Linked DNA regions of Mus musculus: region 2 is linked to region 1. Evidence: chromatin contacts called from public Micro-C data. All regions are on one chromosome and are shown on one strand. Each heading gives the region's core, a stretch centred on a gene start, on an enhancer-like site or on the middle of the called end of the contact. The rest is flanking DNA. Distances are from core to core; before and after follow the strand shown.

Region 1 (6,735 bases), core at 1,558-4,057:
GAAGAAGAAGAAGAAGAAGAAGAAGAAAGAATTTGTTTCTCACCCCCAAACCAAGACAAATTCTAGCTGGGTTTGAACTGATTCCTTGCCTGTACATTTTACAAGATCCAAGCCTACGCAGCTTGTTATAAATACCCATTTCTACTCTTTGAGGAGGTCAAGCTAATTCCAAGTAGGTGCAGACAGGAAAAGGGCCACTTCCTTGAACCCAGGCACACCTTCCATAAGTAAACATTACTCAGATGTGCTGGCTTGTCTCCAGTGTGGATTCAGAAATACAAACTGTTCCCACCCATCCTGGCAACAAAATATTCTAAAACTTCAGTGGCAGTTCAGGGCCAAAGATGGACCTGAAACCACATTAATAGTCACTGGAAGTATTTAGCCCTAATGTTTGCTCATTCTCTGAAACTTCTGTGTTCTCTTTTTTTTTCTTCTTTTTCTTTTTTGTTTTGTTTTGTTTTGTTTTGGGGGGGGGGGGCAGAGGTGAGACAGGGTTTCTCTGTGTATCCCTGGCTGTCCTGGAACTCATTCTGTAGACCAGGCTGGCCTCAAACTCAGAAATCCACCTGCCTCTGCCTCCCAAGTGCTGGGATTAAAGGTGTGCGCCACCACTGCTCCCCTGGCCTGTCCTCTCTAATTAAAGGGTCTGACCCTCTATCTCTCTCCAGACTATACAGTGGATACAGGATAAGGTTGCTTCTTGTCACGTACAACAGGCCTTCCCATTTTGGTCCCGAATGCAGCTGTGTTCAGAGCTGAGGAGTTTCATAAGCAACTGGATCAGGAATGGTCACTTTAACCTCAACAATAGATCAATCCATTGATGGTGTCCTAATTTAATGGGAAACAGTGGAAGCTTAAGGGGTAAGACTCCCTAAAGAGAGCAGATCCCTTAGGAGCGGCCTCAGAGCTCCCTGTATTCTCCCTGGCACTGCCCACACTTGGTCTCTGCGTCTTGGCGGCCATGAGGTGGGGTATTCTCCTCTGCCAGGGACTCTGTTATGAGCATGTCCTGCCTCACGTTGAATGATTAGCAACGGAGCCAGCTGACCTGACCTGGGCTAAAATCTCTAAAACCATGAGCTAAAAAGACATCTTTCTTCCTTTTAAATTCTTCCTCTCAGATGTTCTGTCACACAGACAAAATGCTAACACATCTCTTAATTCGAGACCTAATTTGAGTCAGGATTTCCTCATGTGTAAAATAGGGAGATGGCTGTTTCTATTGCTGGGAGGAAATAAGATAGATTATGCTGTCAGCCAGCATCTTGTGTTTTTACTAGGTGTCAGGTGACAGGCAAAGTGTTAGAAAGTGAGCTCTCAAAGCTGGGGATTTGTGCAATGTTTATTCACTGGTGTATATGAAAAAAAAAAAACTGTATTCAATGATTTAAACATAAGCCTCAGAATAACCTAGTTAGTGAGAGAGACATCATTAACAGCACAGGAAGATGCTGGAGGCACAGGAAGCAATAGTGAAATCCCCACCATACAGCTATTGGGTCGACCCGACTGAACCCAGGCATCTAGATTGCAAAGGAATGAACCGTTAATCCCCAAGCCCTGTGGCCCCGGACCCAAACTGATGCTTGACATTTGTTGATCCAATATAATGTGGAAATTTCTAAGAAGTATTATCAAGCCATCCTTTAAGCTTGTAAAAAGTAGAGAATTACTCCATAGTGCAAGCCAAGTGATCTAACAATAGAGCTTTAAACACATCCTTCCTGAAGGGGATTACAGCAGCTACATTTTCTTGTACTTCCTCCTGCTGGCATTTCTACCGATTTCTCAACACCAACAGATCTGCGGACAGTGGTCTGATCTTCGTTTGAGTTTAAAAGTACCTTTCTAGGCAGTTTGAAACTTCCACCTTCAGGAAAACCAGTAATGATTCTTCATAGAATAACCTTTTAGTCTGCTTTTTATGATGTTGGTGAGGAGTAGAAACTGAAGTTCTCTCGGGGGCAGGAACCTCTTCTCTTTAACGCACCTCCTGGGGAAGAATTTTGCCCCGGCTGCTCAACTTTCTATTGGCACAGGACCCAGAACTTCTATATATGGCTATTTGCAATCACAAACCACATACCTCTACCTCGATACCTCACCTGCTGACTCAAGAAGCAGGGGAGGTGATTCATGTCTAGTGAATAGAATTCTGTTGCAATCAAAGAAAACGGTGTCTTTTAAAAGAGAAAACCGAAGTTCCCCAACTCTCAAAGTCCAATACATCTTTCTCCTACCTATACAAAGTAAAGCTAAAAGACACTTGGAGGGGAGAAAGATCTCTCATGGGAGCCTTAGGAAAAAAGTTCTCAGCACAGAACTCTGAGCAGGGGCAGGAGACCTTCCTCTAACCCTTCTTCTTTTAAATGTTTCCGAGACATTTAGGAATGAGCAGTCCCCTGGATGTGAGCTTGGGCTGCAAGACCCTAAGTTTGATAACTTACTCAGCTCGGCCCTTGTGCCCCCCAGGTCAAGTCTCTTCTATTTCCATAGAAGGGAAGAGGGCTTGGGGGAAGGGAGGGGAGGGAACAGCCCCAGGAGCAAGCTGCGCTCACGACCTGGGACTCCGCGGGAACCTGATGTTCCGTGGTTGTAGAGGGGCGGGCATGGGAAACTTACCCTTGGGGCCGCGGAGGCGAAGCCCAGGCAGAAGCTCAGCGAAGGTGAAAGATCAGCCTCGGCCGGCCGTAGCTCCCGGCTAGCCTGGGTGGCAACCCAGACCGCACCCTTCCTCAGCCCCTCCTCCTGTTTCTACTCACGGACTGCCCAGGACCGGCTTGCAAGTGGCTCTTGGATCCAGGATCCTCTCTGCTCCAGTCGTGACCTACCCACCACGCCCCCCTCGCAAGCCCTCCCCTTCCCCTGTCTCCCTCACATCCTCCTCCAGCTTCCTCCAAACCCAAACCCTTTCCTCTGTCTTCTTTCTTTTCACTTTTCTCACCCCCCGCCCATCCCCCGCCCACCCCCACTCCCACCCCCTCCTTTTAGGGCTTGGCTCATTTTCTAGACAGCATGGATTCAGAGTTGACAGTCCTCACAGGTACCTATACTAAGTATGGCTTACTTACCTAGAGGGTCCTTCGAGTCAGGCACTGGTCTAAACCCCGCATGATAACCAAACTACAAGACAGATGCGATTGTACTCATTTTACAAGGAGTCACAGAGGCAAGGGAGGTCAAATCATACAGAAAGAACGGCAGAGCTAGATTTTGAGTTTATGAGTCTGAGGAGTGTCTCTGCTTGGCCTTTTGACTCTAAAGGGAGGATTAGAGCTCAGAGAAGCACCAGTGTTTGTGTTTTGAGCCCTCAGAACCACAGGTAAGTCACGGAGGATAAACATTAAATTCCCACTAAAATGGCCAGTTTTGTGTCAGCTCCCCACAAACTAGAACCCTTAATTGAGAAAGTGACTCCCATAAAATGAGGTTTAGGCAAGCCTTTAGGACTCTGTTTCCTTAATTAGCGTTTGAGGTGGGAGGACCCAGACCATTGTGGGCGGTGCTATCCCTGGGCTGCTGGTCCTTGTATGCCTTTAAGGACTGATCAAGTCCTAGAGAGCAAAATAGACAGCATTCTTCCCTTGGCCTTTGCGCAAGCTCCTGCTTCCGGTTCCAGGGTCCCTCTAGGTTCCTGCCCTGACTTCTTTCAATGGCAGGGTGTGCTGCGGACGCATAAACTGAAACAAACTCGTTCCTTCCTCCTCAAGTTTCTTTTCGCCACGATGTTTTACCCCAGCAATAGAAACCTAAAGACATCCACTTAATATCGGGTAGTGTCTGTGAAAGAAGATAGGTGGAAAAGCCACTAATTATCAGACATTGAAGTTAGTGGACTATGTCATCTGTTTACTTTTACATTCTTCAGGTTGTTTCTAGGACACAGAAGTTTTTATTAAAGCCTGTGGAACAGAGGGGCTAGGGGAATATCTCAGAGGGTAAAAAGTTTGTAAAAAACGAGGTCCTAAGTTTGAATCCTCAGGACCCATGTAAAATTTGGTATTAATCTGTGTTTTGGAGCTGGCTGGCAAACCAGCTTAACCAATGGTAAGTTCCTGGTTCTGTGTGAGACTCTGTCAAGGGAATAAGGCAGACAGCAACACTGGAAGACATACTGCTCTGGTTTCTGCATGCTCAGACACACACAACAAACGCATGTGCATATACACCCCACTACCACTATCACCACCACCACCACCACCACCACCACCACCACCATCACCACCACAACCTCCAGCATCACCACAACCTCCAGCATCACCATCATTACCCTCATCATCACCGTCATCATCACCACCACCACCACCACAAAACATAAAGATGTACAGAAGAGGAAGCAAGTGTAGACAAACTGAGTGAGCAGGTCAAGTAAGTGGATGTGGTCAGCAGACCAGCCCTGATGTTACTCTACCTCGGTGCAGAACTTCATCAAGAATCTTAGGTTTTCTGTATTGGGGCATAGTTATAGTTTTTCTCATATGTTATTTTATGTTAGTTCCAAATATTGATGTAGCAGTACTATAAAATACTATTTATTAGTTCTTAATTCCTTTTACATTTATTTATGTCTGTATATGTGCCTATGTGTGCATATTTGTGTATGTGTGCATGCTTTTGTGTGTGGCATGTTTAATGGCATATGAACTCAGATGGGAGGTATGTGTTTGTGTGTGCATGTGTATGTGCATGCAATTGTATGTGAGCTCAGATGGTGTGTGTGTGTGTGTGTAAACTTGTATCTGTATAGGTGACACGTGAGCTCAGATGCTGTGTGTGTATGTATGTGTGTATGGAATGGTATGGAATGGTATGTATAGTGTGTGTGTGTGTGTGTGTGTGTGTGTGTGTGTGAGTTCACAAGCACAATGGCATGTGAACTCAGATGGTTAAGGTCCGTGGCAGGTGCCTTTACCCACTGATCCCTGTAGGTGGTCTGGTCAGGTTTGAAAACTTAAATCAAATGCCCAGGGTCATAGTGTTACTAACAAGCCTGACCACACAGAACAGATTGCTAGTGAGGATAAAAGAAGAAAGTGGTCCAGCCATATGGAAGATAATTTAGTTGCTTCTTACAAAACTAAATATAGTCTTATTATTCAATCCAGGAATTGTGCTTACTGGTGTTTGTCCAAGTATCACGGAAGCTCTGTGCTCGCTAACAACTACACATACGTATTTGTACCAGCTTTATTCGTAATTGCGGAAATGTGAAAGTACCAAGATGTCCTTCAGTAGGTGGATGGGCAGTAGACTGTGGTACATTGTATATTGTAATTTTATTCAGGACCCAAAGCAGGTGAGCAATCAAGCTATAAAGGTACCTGAAATGTATCTGGTTAAGTGAAGAAGCCAGCTTGTAAAGGGTGTGGTTCCTACTCTGTGACATTCTGGAAAAGACAAAACTACGGAGACCTTGAGAAGGTTGGTTAGTGGTTGTCAAGAGCTGTGGTGGGGGAGGGTATTAGCAGGTGGAACAGAGAATTTTTAGAGCAGTAAAATCATGCAGTATGACTCTAACGATGGATAACTGACATTATATACTTGTCAAAACACGGACTGTATGGTGCCAAGAAAACTTAGGCTTAAACCTTAAGAAAACTATGGATTCTGGGTAAAATAAGTTAATCTTAATGTGAAGTATGCCAGCTTGGTGGGGTATGTTGGATGGGAGATGTCATACATGTAGCAACAAGGGATACATGTGAAATCTGCATGCCTTCTGCTTGTGTCTGCCAGGCGAGGAATCTAAAACACAACTATGATGATTAATATTGATTGTCAATTTGATGGGAGAGCTAGATTAGTCACCTAAGAAACAAAGCTCTAGGCATATCTTTGGAATGATATTCAGATTAGGTTAACTGAAGGGTGGCAATGCTCCTCAAATGTAGATCAACACTAACCTGTGTGCCCAGGCACAAGATTGAGGAGCAAGCAAGCTGAGCAGGAGTGTGAGCTCCCTTCTGTTGCAGGACTGAAGATGTAACAGAGCCAAAATATACCCCGCCCCCCTTAAGTTGCCTCCTGTCAGGCATTTTTATCACAATTAGAGAAGTGACTAATATAAACAGTGATGCCTAGAGTGGTGTCGCTGCTGAGAGAAGCCTGACCATGTGGTCCTTAGACTTTTGGAACTGTTTTGCTGTAAAAGAGTTTGCAGCTAGGGGCTGCAAACGTCCTAGCGTGCTGTGAGAATTTACTGGACCACTCTCTAGCTCAAGACGAGATGACTCCATCATGATTTCCAAACATCAGATACGGAGTTGGAGGGTTCATTTGACATTTGCCATGTTGGATTTCTCTCTTGCTTTGGTCTGATCTTGTTTTGCTACAACCAACTCCCTCTCTTTTTGTATTGAGAGTATTTATTCTGTGCAATTATATGTTGGAAGTATATAAAATCAATGGCTACGATTCAGGAATGTCATAGTTACTTGTTAAGCACAGCACTATTAAAAAATAAATGAAGTTGAGGCCTGGCAAAATGGTATGTGTTTGTAGTCTCCTATACTAGGGAGACCAAGGAGGGAGGATGGTGTGAGCCTAAAGTTCGGGACTAGTCTGAGCTACAGGTGAAATCTCATTTCAAAAGTCTAAGATTGATGACTGCCTTCCTCCTCTGGGAGCATGCATGATACCTCTCGGTACCATGAAAGCCAGCCAGTAGAGACAAGGCTTCCAGGTCAGTACCAGTGTGACTCTTCTATGATCTGTGGTTCACACCTGCGG
Region 2 (6,735 bases), core at 1,656-4,155, 1.4 Mb before region 1:
TAACAAGGTCTCCTTAGCAATTTAGGAAGCCCTAATCTAGGGAACCCAGAACTAGAGTACCGATTCAGGCAACCTTGGCATTGTCTTTTTCTTTTTCTCAGTAAAATCACTTGATGATTTGAATCTAGTTTTTCTTTTCTAATTTTTGTTGTGTTCGCTCTGCTCTGACTGCTCAGATGATTACATTGTCCTTAGGATGTCTCCTTCCTCACTCCCAACAGGAAATTACCCTCAGACACCTCCATCACACTTGCTGAGACTCACCCGGAAGATGTAAGGTACTGTTCTCTTGTCCGTGGACTTGAGGGCTACGAAGGCTATGCTGTCATACAGGGAAGTATGGCTCAGTACACAGGGACCGAATATGGCGTTCTCTGGGATGTCGCAGGTTGTATATACACTGGTAAAAATGTCTGTCAGACACTGTTGGACAGCCTTGGCATCTCCATCCCAGATGCCTCTCTGGATGCCTGAATCCTCCATCACTGGAGACAGATACCCAGGACGAGAAGAGAGTTGTTATTGCCTTTTCTGCTACGAACCTCGGCAGAGCGTTTCCGCTACCAGACATATTTTCTTTGCACTTGCCGGCTTTTTTACATAGCTCCTACTTTAAAAATAAAGCCGATCAATCTGTCATGCTTTAAAGATGCCAACTTCGAAGTATTATTCCTTCCTTTTAAATAACTGGAACAGGAAGCATGGGAGCACACTTCCTGCTTGAGAAAAAGAAAATAGAGAGCCGGTGAAGACTGGAGCAGGCTGTGTCTATGCTACCTCGGGATTTATAGAGTGGGGCATTGGGGCGAAGGTAGGGCTTTTGTAGGTTTGTTTGCTTTAAAACCAGCATATGCAAAATTTCTGACTGCATAACTCCCCCCCCAAAAAAAAAACCCGCACTTTTAATCTTTGGGGGACAGTCCTGTCCTATGTACTAAGCCCAGTGTCTCATTGTGATTTCTTCTTTTCTTCTAACAAGGGGAGCAGCCTTAGCTAGCAGGCGGGGACCACGGAGCATGGCGAATGGATTTCAAGTGGAGTGTCAGGGCCACTAATTCTATGTCAGCTAACCTTTCTTTGCAGCCTACAAGAAGGGACGCATGTCTGCTCATTACCATAATCCAGCACTGTCCCTCTGAGGCTTTAATTAAAAGCAGCAAGCAGAGGTAATTATTTTTTCTCGACATGCTTATTTATGGATGAGGTTGAATCCCAGTTACCTTGTTATACAAGAGGGTGGATTGAGTCGCCTGTGGCCCATGAAGCGAGCAGGTATAGGGCAGGCTTGAAGTGTCCCCTGTCTGAAATTCTGTGTGTAATGACTGGTGAATTCTCACTTCCCTTGATACCACCCTGTTTGGGCTAGAAGGGGTCAGCCCTGCTTGAATGGTCCTGAGTGGGCCCTCCAGCTGTTTAATCCGCAGCAATTTAGAAGTAATGCCCCAGTGGCGGGCTCTCTATTAAGCCGTCTTACAGGGATCGTTTCCTTCCTCAGCCACTGGACACCCCCTGTAATACTTAGCACTTAAAGAAAGCAATCATTTAAATTATTTAAACTAGGTCTTAGTTAGCCATGCCATTTTTCTTGGGGAAATCTAACAATTCCTCTAAGTTGGTTTTTCCCTAGCAGTTTCACCAGTGACAGTGATTGTCTCTGTATTTATATACCTTAAGTGGCCGTGGGGAAAACCGATCTTACTCTTTTCTTGTTCAGCTAGCTTCTCATTAAAGAAAAATATAGGCGATGTGTATTTTGTTTAAATCAACATCCACTAGCCAATTGCCATACAAATGTAAGAAAATGCAATGCCTGTAACTTTGGCTAGCCCCTTTCCTATTCGTTCTCCCATATGCCCCAAATGGCAAGTATATTTTCCAGACAGTGGGAATAAGAAAAATAGCCACAACATAGAAAGTTTATGATACTACTTTCTGTTTCTGCACTCGTCCTGTCCCCTTCTGATTTCCAATTGCAAGTCAAATACGTTGCAGAATACAGGTTCTCTCAGCTCCCTTTCAGTATAAACCCTCTTTCTCTTCCCAGTTGCCTACATTTCAACGGTTTGTACCTTGATTTCTGCCTCGCGTTTGAAAGTATTCTTCACAGAAGCTTTTTATTGTGACAGGAGATCGCCCTCCACTTTGGCAACAGCAGGGACTCAGTCATTAAAATGCAGTTCTATCTAACAATACAGCGAAAAGGTCCCACAGCCGGGCTAATAGCGGTCCATGCTGCCTCGGTGGCCGCCTTGACGCAAATCAGCCACAATAGCGATAGGCAGGACCCCGGGCTTTATAGTATCTAGCCTTTCACAGTCCTACGCCCATCCCTAGGCCCGGGTTCTCTTCCTTCGCAGATCCTCCTGGGAAACTCAGAGCCAGCTGGGCTCGCTGAAAGCCGGTCGCTACTGCCGGATGCTCTCCCTCCACTCCGGGCTGGCATTGTCTGGCAGCCGCGAGCTCCCCAGTCCCTAGCTTCTCCAGAAAAGTGCTCCTACCCGCTCCTCCCTTTGTATAATCTTATTGGCAGTGGAAACAACATTCCGCGTCGTTTCCCTCCTATCTTCTAGATAACGAGGAAAAGGGGGACAATTTTTTCACTCCTTGTACTCAACCTGTCCTCTTCCCATCCCCCTCCCAGGTCAAAGCAAATAGACTTACCAGAAATAAGGTCAGGACCGAGTCGCCCAAATAAGGCCACCTGGAACCAACGGGGTGCAAGCCAGTGTTCCTTCCTGCCTATTACATTAGTGTATCTCCATGTCAAGAGGTGTCGGTGTCAGTCTTGTGGGTTCTGTCCAAAGAGAGAAGAGAGATGCAGATAGATTAGGAGAGAGAGAGAGAGAGAGAGAGAGAGAGAGAGAGAGAGAGAGTTGTACAGATGGACCCGATGCAATGACTGACTGGCACGCAGACACACACTTTTTGTTTGCTGCACATAATCTGCCCAATGACGCGTGACAGCCCACGTCCCCTCCCTTTAACTCTTGCCGGTCTGGGAGATCCCTCCGGCGCCACAAGCCTGGTTTTTCTGGACTGCCCGCGCTAGGCAGATCCTAAGCTCCTTCCCGAAGTGGCATAGCCTCCCCGAGAGCATCCTGGCCTGCCTTCTCCTGCAGCTGGGTCCCTCTGGGACACCTGGGTTGGCAAAATCCGTTTCGGGCTCAGGAAGGAAGGTGTCAGAAGGAGCAGAGCGGTTCTTTTCCGTTTTGCTGGGCACTCAGAGGACGTAGGACAAGGAGTTGAATTGGCTATGTTGCCAGCGCGTGAACTACTTGCATATGTCCCTAGAGTTTGAGTGGTATGTCCCTGCTCCCCCAAAAGGAGGGTGAGAATTTGCCCCGCGGGATTCTTTGGCCATTGACTGCCGCTGATCTGTGAAGCTAGTGGCCTAGGAGGTGACAAACAGACTTCCTTAAAATGCATTCATGCCACCTAGCAGAGACTCCCGTGTAAATACTGGCGACAGGGGGTATGATTTGGTGGGAACTCGGCTAGCCATCTCCCATCCAATGGGATGGGGTAAGAAGATAAGTCTGGAATGCTGCCAGACACCTAAAGGGACTTCGGCTGTTTTTAGGTCCCAGAACAAGGGTCTGTGCGTGGATATGGGCTAGGAGGGCGTTGCTGGGAAAAGCCTAGGTCATTGGACTCAGGTGTTAAAGCTTTTCACCTTCTGTGCTCTCTCTGTATTTTGTGGTTCCCAAGGGGGTCCCATAATGGCGGCCAGGATTCTAAGACCTCATGATACAGAAAGGATGGTTCAAAGTTAAAAAAAAAATTACTGAGAAGGACTCTCAAGAGCCTTTCACATCCAGCCGTTGATGGAGGAGTGGACCGAATCACAGGAGTGAGGCTGTCTCGGGAGTCTCGTTTGTGCGCTAAGCCACTTAGAGGCGCTGGCTTGTCCTCTGGAGCGGCAGCTGATGCTAATGACTTGAGGTCTTTGACAGCCAGAGAGTTTTCTCCTTCTGCGGGGGCCACAAAACAATGACGCTAGGGGCTCTCTGGCTGTTTTTCTCTGGTAGGCTTTCTATTCCTAAGGAAAGAAAGGCCTTTGAGTGGCGCAGGCAATCCCTCAATTCCTACCCCCACTCTCCCGGAATTCAATTGAGCAATAGGTCAGGTTGAGTATAAATCCAATTGTATAGTTTACTCGCTAAAGGGCAGGAGTCAGGGCCAGAATTTAAGGAGGAGACAATCTCTGTCCTTGCCTCTCAGAGTGAGCATATGAGGGTTGGCAAAGAGCAGCTGACAGTATAATCTTTACGGAGCTCTGAGACTCCTGTCTGGAAGCCTAGAGGCCAGCAAGACATCAAATGTACCTGCTGCCAGGGAAGAATGGGTGATGAGGAAATATAGGAAATTTCCTAGAAGTTAATTTCTTTGGCTTCCTTTTTTTTTTTTTTTTTTTTTTTTTTTGTTTTTTTTGTTCCTTCTGGTCACCTCCCAAGAGAGTTGCCAGTCCTGATCACATATAATTCCTGCCTAAAATCAGCTGGGCCTGGGGACATCATAGACTGGGAGAAAGGTCAAAATCCTCACCTGACTTCCAGGTTGACTGCTGACCTTTCAAAGAAAAGTCTGCAGCTCCTCTTCAAGCTAAAGTGTTCTTTCTCCCTTGCAAGTTTGTGCAGCTTAAAATAGCCAGGCAGAGGAGTTCAGATGAATGGCAAACTTCAGTTACCTCTAGGCAAGAGTCCGCAGCTGTATTTAAACACCAATTTTCTTATGACTCTATTGGTTCTTCCCCCTCCTGAACCCTCTGCCTGCTCTTCCTCCTCTTCCTGCTTCCCCTCCTCTTCCTCCTGTTCCCTTTCTCTCTCACACACAGCATCCCCATATTGATTCCTTGGAGGGCGAATTGGAGAGTTAGAAATTTTGAAAGAGTTGTCTCAAATCTGGAAAAATGAGCATTTGGGTAGAAGAATAGAGGTGAGATATTTTAAGTGAATTAAGAGAAGGAAGAACAAGAAAGCACGATAGAAAATCAGTTCTAGGGCTAGAGATATGGCCCAGCCCCTCAAAGGCTAGACTCACAACCAAAAATATAAGCAACTGAGTTCTGAAAGAGCTGTGGTGGTGTAGAATCCAAGACCTGATTTGAATGATGTAAAGGGATTAAGGGGAGGCCTGTTGGGGACTTTAGTTGCATTCATGAGTTGAGGAAAAGAGGAACACAGGGCTCTGTGTCTGCTTTGTTTATCATTTAGAAAACAGGAAGCTTGTTTTTCTCAGAAACATCATCAGCTCATGTATTTTAACAATCTTTATACATCCTGTAAATACCAAAGCACTCACCCCACTGCAGAAGGTAGGAATCTAGAAAACTAATCCTAAATGGAGGGTGTTTTTCTTGTGTCTGACTTTTCTTCACCTACTATTGTGTTTCTCCTCTCTCTCTCTCTCTTTCTCTCTCTCTCTTTCTCTCAATTTTTTTCAGGACAGGATTTCCTCTGTGTAGACCAGGCTGGCCTCGAACTCAGAAATCTGCCTGCCTCTGCCTCCCAAGTGCTGGGATTAAAGGTATGCGCCACCACTGCCTGGCTTCTCCTTTCAAGGACTGGATTCTTGTTTCTTTCAACCTTGTGTGAAATAAGAATGTTTCTTGAATTTCAGATAGGAGTTCATGAGCTTGGATTTCAAGTCTAAATCTAGAGGGAACCTAGAATTCATTACATCAGGAAGAAGGGGTCTTTCCTTCCTCATGTTCCCTGCCACCAAGCACGCAGCCCTCCAGCCCAAAGGAGACATATATTGTAATCAACCTATGCTTTATCCAATTTTTCTCACCCTCTAAGTAAATTTCCCTTCCTGATCTTAAAGTATCTAAGTTTTAGATCCCTCATATTTTATGGATCTGAGTTGCTCTTTTGTTTGAAGATCATCACCAAACAAAGAGTGTGCTGAAATTCTTACTTCCAGAGGTCTCCGGTATTTTAAGTGGTGCACATTTTATTTGGTCATATAAATGCTCAAAATGACTATCGTTAATAGAGTATTAATCAAATCCATAGATAATTTTTTTCTAGCAGTGGTATGGGTTAAGATAGTGCACAAGCTATTTTGAAATCAACTGCTGGATTTTACCGATGCTACATAAAGAGTTGAGACAGTTATTCAGCCTCAGACGGCACTATAAAAATACACTTCACCCAATAGTTTTAGGCAATCACATAGAACAATGGATTTATGAATGTATTTGGAGCTCTTTCCTTGGGATTTATTTCCAATTAAATGACTAGAAGTACAACCAAAATGAATAAGAAGAAACACTCTGCTCTGGTTTAGCAAAGGATCTTGAAGCTGTAGCAACCCCCCTCCACCACAGACAGACAAACAAACAACCCCCCCCCCCAAACCCTTAGGTAGACGATAGCAGTGCTGCTTTGGAAGAGAAGGCTAAAGAGAAGTTGATGAAGGATTATTGGTGTGGTTCTTGTTATGACCTAAGAGAAGGGGCAAAGAAAGGATAAGGAAGGAAACTTGGTTCCTAGTGGATCTCTCCCCCAGGATTAAGAAGCAGGCTCTCAAAAAGCTGAGCTACTGTACCAGGAGAAAAATAATGGCATCTCTGGGAAGAACTCACTTAAGGAATTATCACTGTCATAGCACATTATTTTTCTATGTCTGCCTAGGATCTTGGTTTATATCTCTTATTTGATGGGCAAAGCAATCTACTAACACAGTCTTGATGATCAAAAGAGTCCGGCAATTAATAGTGAACAGAAATTA

The links. Hi-C and Micro-C count contacts between places; a contact is called where the count stands out from the background.
Region 2: a contact with region 1 is called in a Micro-C map of embryonic stem cells, with 4 times the contacts expected there. The contact joins the promoter of Prdm8 here to the promoter of Anxa3 in region 1. A contact is called at or near these places in 1 of 39 promoter capture datasets (the HPC-7 cell line), 1 of 484 Hi-C or Micro-C datasets (embryonic stem cells), 1 of 115 datasets of contacts at active chromatin or transcription factors (epiblast stem cells) and 1 of 9 other capture datasets (liver).

Annotation. Positions count from the first base shown.
Region 1 is chr5:96,789,457-96,796,191 of GRCm38.p6, reverse strand. Anxa3 (annexin A3) reads right to left here and starts at 2,807. Exons shown (of 13, transcript NM_013470.2): 1 at 2,629-2,807.
Region 2 is chr5:98,177,039-98,183,773 of GRCm38.p6, reverse strand. Prdm8 (PR domain containing 8) reads right to left here and starts at 2,905. Exons shown (of 4, transcript NM_029947.2): 1 at 2,662-2,905; 2 at 265-485. The coding sequence starts at 483. It overlaps A730035I17Rik (RIKEN cDNA A730035I17 gene), which reads left to right. Exons shown (of 3, transcript NR_153823.1): 3 at 222-656.